2 separate regions of the Rattus norvegicus genome follow, and region 1 is linked to region 2. The links are chromatin contacts, called in public Hi-C maps. All regions are on one chromosome and are shown on one strand. Each heading gives the region's core, a stretch centred on a gene start, on an enhancer-like site or on the middle of the called end of the contact. The rest is flanking DNA. Distances are from core to core; before and after follow the strand shown. Region 1 overlaps Kifap3 (kinesin-associated protein 3). Region 2 has its middle 75 kb from the start of Prrx1.

Region 1 (4,174 bases), core at 1,139-3,638, 660 kb after region 2:
ATGTGAATGGCTACAAGTCTCCCCTTGATTTCCTCCTTAACATGAGCTGGCCCATGGGATATAAAGTAAGACACTGCCCTCACTGTTCTTAAAGGCGTTCTACATTTGCATTATCATGACGTAGAGTCTGAGCGTTTGATTGAATTACCCAGTTTACACAAGCAGTCCACTCTTGCTAGGGCAAGAGGAAGGACTGATTGGCCGTGGCATTATTTTACTGAGCAATAATTAGCAGACATCTGCATAGGCATAAACCTCCATGACTTATGCAGAAGCCGTGTAAAGGCAAACAGAAAGCATGTGCAAGACTCGTCTCCACCTGCACTCTCTTCACCCACCTCATCGTGTGCAGTGCAGGAGCGAGCCTTTCCCAAGCATTTCCAGATGCATCGCTATCGTCTCGTGTAACAGTTATAATCCATATATAAAAGGTACCAGACATATACCTAAGAATGGGTTATACATGGGAGTCACCTGAGACTGGACTCACCTGAATACAAGAGATAGTCAGTACTCCACAAGGTCAGGAATGGCAGAGTTACCAGTCCTTCAAATAGAGGGAAATGGCATGTGTGTCGCTGATAGTGGGAAAAGGTCTGCAGTGTCCCCATAATCCTTTAAGAACAACTCAAGGTACCGCACAGGTGTCCGTAAGAAATCCTGAGCTTCCACATCCTTGTCTACACTCCGTCTGCCTGGCCTAGGGTCAGGGCTTCCTTAGCCCTGTGTGTGAAGACGACAGTCATGTCCTGTTTTATTTTCAGAAGTCTTGTACCAGACAGTCCGTAGTTAACCTTCAACTTGTGTAGAAAATGGATTGAGCTATACTGTTGAGTGTGTTCTCGTGGGCTAAGCCTCTGGAGTGAATGCAGAGCGCGCTTTGATGCAGGTTAGAGTCCGTCCTCTGCAGCATTTATCTGGCAGCTTCCTGTACTCACTGCTGAAGTGGCTGAATTCGCAGCTTCAGGGTACAGTAGCACTGCCCTACATACATCTTAAAAGTAGACTAAGCAGGCAAGAATGCTTTTTCATATATTTACAACTTAAAATTTGCTTACAATCAAATTTTCAGATGTTTTTGCTTAGTTCTTTAAACATGGATTTTTAATGAGTTTAGCTGTAGATTTTGTAATCTACATATTTCTGTTCATAAGTTTTGAGAACTACTTCTTAGTTTAATTTATCTTCCAAAAAGTCTTTACTGACAAGCCAGTATATGAATTTTATCACTGACATGATTGATCTATTATTCAGCAAAATAAAGGAAAGAAATTGTTGAATAGTCTCAGATAAGTTGGAAGCTTTATGTTAAAAATCTTATTTTTATGACAATTTGGGTTTTTTAAACATTCATAACCATCTATGTCTTATCTGATGTACAAAGAGAAAAGTTTCAAAACTATATTAAAATTTTCCCAAACTATATTAATTATTTTAAGGAGTTTTAATGAGTTATCACAGAAAGTTAATAACACTTTTTTCATTTAAGAGACTAGTATTATATCATCCATGATATAACATCCATGTTACATGGCTGTATTGCCTCTGACATTTTTCAGATATCAAATTTCTATTTTATAAAGAAAGGGGAGAGATTGATATAGCCTGTTATTCTCTGTTAATCAGGATGATTTAAGATTCTTTTCCATTTCTAGGACTTACTCATTCAGTAGTGTAGTCTAACTAGAGTTCTGCTTGGTGCTTAGATGACTGTAACTAAACGTGGTTATTTCCAGTTTACAGTTAGGCGTGCCCGGCTAGAGCGCGGTAGTGCTCATGTGCTAACTTTGGGTTGTTTAAGGCATTGACTTTACAGCATGTTTAGTTTCTTTTCATTCCTTGTTAGTATTCCTCCGTACCTAATAGTCTCCTGCCCCACCTCCGACAAGAACGTTCCTCTCTGTTCAAACATCACAAGCGTTTTCCTTTTGGCATTGCTTCCCAGCTCCCCGAGCAGTGTAAGCAAATTGGAAAGTTCAGCTGTCATTCTTGGAAGGTCATAGATCACACCAGCAGCCCAAGTAATCCAAGAGGTTTTAAGCATCATAGCATTTAGTTTAAAGTGAAATTTGCTCTGACAGGGCTGGCAGACCAATAGGAAAAAGAAATGTTTGTGCTTGGAAAAGTGCATGTGTAGAGGCCTGGAGCGTAACTGACGGCTGGAAGCGGTTTCAGTCTGAAAACAAATCATTAAGAGAGTGCAAGGGGTAAAACACACAGTTCATATTTTAAAGAGTCAAAATGAACCAGCAACGTAGGTTAGCATTACACAGTCATTAGCTCGGGTGCTCACATTTAACTCACTCGGTACCAGACGGCTGGTTAGTCTGTCCCTGAGAAAACATTGCTACCAAGGCGATCCTCTGCACGTGACACGTCTGACAGTTTTGTGCCTTAAGAAGAAGAAAGGCATCGTGATAGATCACATGAGTGTGGCCAGTGACAGGGGACCAGTGACAGGCAAGCAGTTATTTGAAGGAGGTGCTAATGACAGTTTACTGATGTGGAACTTACGCAAGCCACTCGGTACGTGCCGGGGTGCGAGGCATTGCTTGACAGCACAGAACCCGCCAGTAGGTTCAGAAAGTTCTCGTGCACAATTGAAGACATGTAGTCAAAGAGAGCTAGACGCTGTGCCCTAACTAAAAGACTTCTCTAGAAGCCAGAGAGCACTGCAGGCGGAGGCGGCTTCTCACCTCAGCTTGAGAGTCAGATACAGCGAGTTGTCTGAGGCACCAGCGCTACAAGTAAGAGAAGGGAGGAACTAGTTAGTAGCCGCAGCTCCTTTCATCAACTGTTGTTCTCTTTGGAAAGCCAGTCTAAAATCAGAACAATACAAAATTTATAAATATTTTCCTTGAATGTCCAGAACAAATAAAACAAGAATAGAAAGAATTTCTAGTAAAGGGGACGATGAGGCTAATGAGGAAGGGCTCTTGACGTGCAGATTTGAAAAAAAAAAAAAGACAAATTCAGAAACCACTTCCATGTATGGAAATGCTTGTGATTTCCTTCTTGATTGACAGCCCACTCTTACCCCGACAAGTGTTAGCCATTACTCTGGGCTAGTGAAATAAAAACATCTAATTCTCTCTCAATTGGTGCTAAGAAGACAAGTCTCTAAGTTCCTTCATTTCTCCCTTCATGCACTGTGTGCTGTGCCGTCAGGACTCCCAGGAGTGGGCATGTCACTGTTTGTCAGAGTTGTTCTTTCTCTCCCTCCTGGACCTGGTCAGGGTGCCGCAGAGGAAACTGTAGGTCTGCAGTGGGCGGGGACAAGTATTAATTGAGATTACAGGGAAGTCAGAGAAGTGGGATTTCACTACCAATCGGAATAAATGAAAGACACTTTTTACACACGCCCGTCCATTGGTGTGAATTCGTTTTTATCTGAAGCATCACATAGTCACTAACTGGAGGAATCCGCCCCACAGTCTTTTCCCCTTCCAGCTGACGGATGTCATTAACAATGCTTTTAATGAGTCCCAGACGAATGATTTAAATACAGCTTCCCACCCAATACTTACATAATTTGCCCTTTATTTTGAAAAAATGAAATTTCATTTAAAGATATTATTCATGGGGCTGGAAAGCTGGCTAAGTAATTAAGAACAATTTCTACTCCTTCAAAGGACCTGAGTCAGTTTCCAGCACCCACGTCAAGCAACTCACAACCACATCTGACTCTGGCTGTGGGGATGCAACACTTCCGGTCTCTGGAGGCACCTGCACACATGTGGCACACACAGGTACACACACAAAGAAAACAGACCCCCTGAGTATTATTTATGTTTCACTTTATTAATAATAAAAGGCAAAATATAATTATGTGTATACAACACACAAAAGGAAATTAAAATTACGACTAAACTGTGTCTTTGTGTGTGTGTACATATGACAGACTCATTAAAAGACTGCATAATTATACTCTTGCATTTCATTTTCTCAATGATACAGTGATTCAATTTCAAAACAAATTAATGCCTTAGAGAAATCTAAAATACATGTGTACAACAGTTAAACTTACAAAAGACATAAACGTTTTTGCTGTTGGTTCCATGACAGTTTTCAAACTATGCAGTCAGAATAGTACTTTAATGTGCAGGTTTAACTTTTCACTTGCAAGCAAGCTAGGCATAGTGGCTCACACTTTTAATTCCAGCACTTGGGAAGC
Region 2 (4,169 bases), core at 462-2,961:
GCCCTTAACCTCTGACCCATCTCTCCAGCCCTAACTCCTGATTTCTAAGTTCAAAATATTTTCATCCTTCTTTGCTTAATGTTAGTCTTAGGGATTTAGAGAACAAGACATCAGAACTTCTGGGAACTCTTAGGAATTTTATGTCTTAGGTTATTCTTAATGTACTTCTGACCTTCTGTATACTCTTGGCTCATTATTATAGACGTCTAATGGTGTAAGTACGATAAAATATTTGTTTAATAAATTCATTAATAATAATGTAAATAGTAAATATGGCTTGGTATCATTAAAAAAAAAACTATAGTCTTTAACTAATGTACAGACACTAGAAAACACCAGAGAACATTATTTAGGATACTGAAAGACGCTGATGGTCATATCAGCTAACATGAATAGCAACTGAATCACATGCTGGTGAGAACAATTTAAAGATCATTTCTGTTTCCAAACTCTTATTATTTCTTGAAACACTACCCAAAGAACATGACAAAGACTCTGATTAAGCCTACCAGGATTTAATTTATTTACAAGAATGACTCAGTATGAGCTGCACACGGGGCCATGGACACACATCGGGACCATGTTAGCAGTTCCAGGCAGGGCTGACATCAAGGTCCTTTCTCGCTGTACATCTTCTCATCCCCCTGCCCAGGTAGCTAAAGTGCCAGTCTCAAACTCTCCTATGTGATCATTTCCTGAGAATCCTCTAACTTGGCAACCTCTCTTTATTAAGTTTAGTTTTCTCAGGAGATTTTGCTTGGGATTCAGGATTAGAAAAAAAATCAGATTTTTTTTTAATGTTGAAAAGAAAAACCCACAGGGATACATTATCTAAAACAGACAGCATTATGGGCTCATGGGCATTTGGGTGGAGCACTTTGGTCAAATTATTTGTGTTCCAAGAAAGAGGAAGGCAACGATTAAATAAGGTTTTCAAGAGCACCCCCCTCTTTTAAACTGAAGAGCACTTGAAAGCTTATACTAGATAATGATCACTTTACATCGAATTAAAATGTACCCGGACCCTAGAAGGAATTATTACTAGGAGTTAATTGCAAGTCGCAGGTTTAGAGTGTCTGCGGCTGTCAGGTTATGGCTGCATGGAGGCCCTCATAAACAAGAAGGAAGCTGCCTAACGTGTCCTCTCCAGACCAAACGGACATGTGTTTCTCATTTAAACATTTCATTGCCCCAACTGAAAACAAATCAGCTGTGTCCTTGGGATCTTAAGGGGAGAAGGTTGGGATTTATTCCTGGCCAAGCCTGAGGAAAACATTACCCTAATGGATGAAATATGTTTGCACTGAAGGCTTCTGAAAAGTGTTGAACTAGCCTCTCCTAACTTGAGCTCCCCTGCCTTGGAAAGAGAGGAAATTCAGAGAAGTCCATTGGCATCAGGCTAGCTTTGTCTTCCTGTGAGGAATGGCGGGTAAACCTTGCTTTGCTTTAGCTAAGCATCTCAAGTAGTCACTGTCCCCAAGATTTACACACAACCCCCACCTACCTTCATCAGAGTGGTCTACCAATGCCATCCTGAGCTATAGACAGTAATTGAAGACCACTTCCTGTTATCTCAGGTCAAATTCCTCAATCAATTCAATGTTGTTTCCTCAAAAAAGGTTTCCCTGATTTCTCAATGCTCAATGTGGCCAGCAAGAACATCGGTTCAAGGAAGATTATTTCTACATTGAAAATAATGGTCTCCTTAGGTCTGTGAGCCTATTGTGGAGGAATTTTGGCTTCCTTTTATGGCTTTTAACCCTGACAGAGCACAGGAAATAGGAAAATAGATTTATTTTCCTTGGCAAAATTGGAGGATGCTTGGTTTAGCAATCTGGAGGTTTTTAAGAGTTCAAGCTGGGCAGCACAACGTGAAGCCACTGTAAGAACTATAGGTCAGATGCTCCAGTGTCATTAGGGAAATGCATCACCATTAATAGTCTTCTTCTTGGTTCTGTGTGATAGGACTGCCAACAAGCAAGATAGCTGACTTCTCCTCTTCTCTTTTCTTTTTTCCTCTTATTCTGTTTTTCAATGAAAAGACTTAAAAGTTTAAAGAAATCGGAGAATTGAAAAGTCCACAGTGTATCCACAGGGCAGCACTGGTAGGAATTCCCAAAGCTTGTGACTCGCTCATGCTGCTGTGATGTCTCCCTGGCTTTGAGACAAGGAAAATCTAGTGTAAAGAGGAGATTAGAAATCTGTCTTCATACAGGTGATGGATTTACATTCAGAATGAAATGTAGATGTCACCATTTTGTAACTCGGATTTCTGAAGGCTCCATCTTCCAGGAGATGAGCCAATATGTGATTCCTATCTTAGGCTTTGCCCCTACCAACAATCAGACTTGTATCTGTCAGTAGAGCAGCACATTTTGGTAGAATAATTTGAGAGGTTAATGTGTGGTTTTATCTTCTGGCTTTCATATTTCATAGTATGAAGAATACCATTTAATTTTTTGAATCTTATGAGCAACCCCTCAGCTTTCTTCTTCTTCTTCTTCTTCTTCTTCTTCTTCTTCTTCTTCTTCTTCTTCTTCTTCTTCTTCTTCTTCTTCTTCTTCTTCCTCCTCCTCCTCCTCCTCCTCCTCCTCCTCTTCCTCTTCCTCTTCCTCTTCCTCCTCCTCCTCCTCTTCTTCTTCTCCTCCTCCTTCTCCTTCTTCCTCTTCCTCCTCCTCTTCTTCATCATTTTGGAGTGCAGCATGAGATCTTATTTGACAAGATAATTCACATTGCTATGAAATATAAGCAAATTGTATCATATTGGGGAGTCATTGCTGTTTGTAATTTATGCCAGCATTATCATCCACCAGTAAGAAATTGTGTTTAACTTTCAAGAAATATCAAAATGAACATATGAGCAAATTCACTAAGATAGGTGTAAGTACCTATCATGATCACCATTTCCCTATTTTCAGACCCTAGTCAATGTCCTTCAGGCCTTAAAGTCAAGTATACCTATATGCTAGTCTCTGAAGACAGACAAATTTTACTTTTGGTAAGGATTTTCAGTTATTTGCGTGAACTAATGTATGCCAAGAGATAATATTTCAAAATAACTTCCCATTATCAAAATTTATAAGGATAATATTTCTTAATTGTCTTTTCTAACTTTCTTTTAAACTAAAATTAAATATCTCATTTGGTGCTTCACTTTACCATCAATAGAATTACCTATGTTATTAACAATACATAGTAGTTTTTCACAAACCTGATGTGCTGCCAGACACCAGTCTTTTAGACAAAAAAAAATTAGTATGTTTAATCTTCATTGTCTATTTTACTGAACTTAGAATTACCTAGGAGATAAACACATCTATCAGGGTCTTCTCAGAGAGGTTTAACTGAGGAGAGTAGATTTCCCTGAATATGGGCTGTGCCATTCCAAGAGCTAGGGTTCTGACTTAAATAGTAGGAGGAGTAGAGAAGGAGAGAAAGAGAAGAGTGGAGAGGAGAAGAGAGTAGAGGAGAGGAGAGGGGAGGGGAGGAGAGGGGAGGGGAGGGGAGGAGAAGAGAGAGGAGGGGAGGGGAGGGGAGGGGAGGGGAGGGGGAGGGGAGGGGAGGGGGAGGGGAGGGGAGGGGGAGGGGAATAGGAAGAGAAAGAGAAAGAGGAAGAGGAGGAAGAGAAAGAAAGAGAAAGAGAGAAAGAGAAAAAGAGAGAAAAAGAGAAAGAGAGAAAGAGAGAAAGAGAGAAAGAGAGAAAGAGAAGAGACTCACTTCTCTCTTGTTTGTGAGTGTGGATACAAGGCGTCCCAACCTCTTCAGTCCCCCTATGCTGTGCCTTTCTCACTATGGTGGACTGTAGCTTTAAACTGGAAGCCAGAGTAAACCCTTTTTCAGAGTCGTACAGGTTTCTGTTTTGGAAAGACACTCCAATACAGGAAGAGCAAAACTACATGATCTGCCTTTGAGCAGTGCCACCTCGTGTACCAAAAGTGAGCCTGGGCATGCAGGGCTGACATGCCATCTGCATAGTCACGTTTTGCAGTGACCTTCTTAGCCACCCATCAATCAATCAAAACTGAAGAAGCCTATGTAATCCCTGAAAAGTGGACTTGTGGTGATTTTTGGTCAGAATTCCAAACTTTAAATGCCTGAAGTGATATCTAAAGCTGGGCTCAGACTCTCGATGAGCAACTTCAGCTGGCCCTGCAGAATATTTGTGTGTC

The links. A called contact is a pair of places that touch in the nucleus more often than the background predicts.
Region 1: a contact with region 2 is called in a Hi-C map of the Rat2 cell line, with 9 times the contacts expected there. The contact joins two enhancer-like sites. A contact is called at or near these places in 3 of 12 Hi-C or Micro-C datasets (the A7r5 cell line, the Rat2 cell line and Schwann cells).

Annotation. Positions count from the first base shown.
Region 1 is chr13:78,786,608-78,790,781 of GRCr8, forward strand. All of the region lies in intron 19 of Kifap3 (kinesin-associated protein 3), which reads left to right. Among named protein-coding and RNA genes, the nearest start is that of Scyl3, 23 kb to the right of the region's middle. Within about 2 kb of position 2,389, at least 6 of the 93 cell types and tissues checked have an H3K27ac peak or open chromatin away from gene starts, as enhancers often do.
Region 2 is chr13:78,126,935-78,131,103 of GRCr8, forward strand. It overlaps the pseudogene LOC103692020. Among named protein-coding and RNA genes, the nearest start is that of Prrx1, 75 kb to the right of the region's middle. Within about 2 kb of position 1,712, at least 6 of the 93 cell types and tissues checked have an H3K27ac peak or open chromatin away from gene starts, as enhancers often do.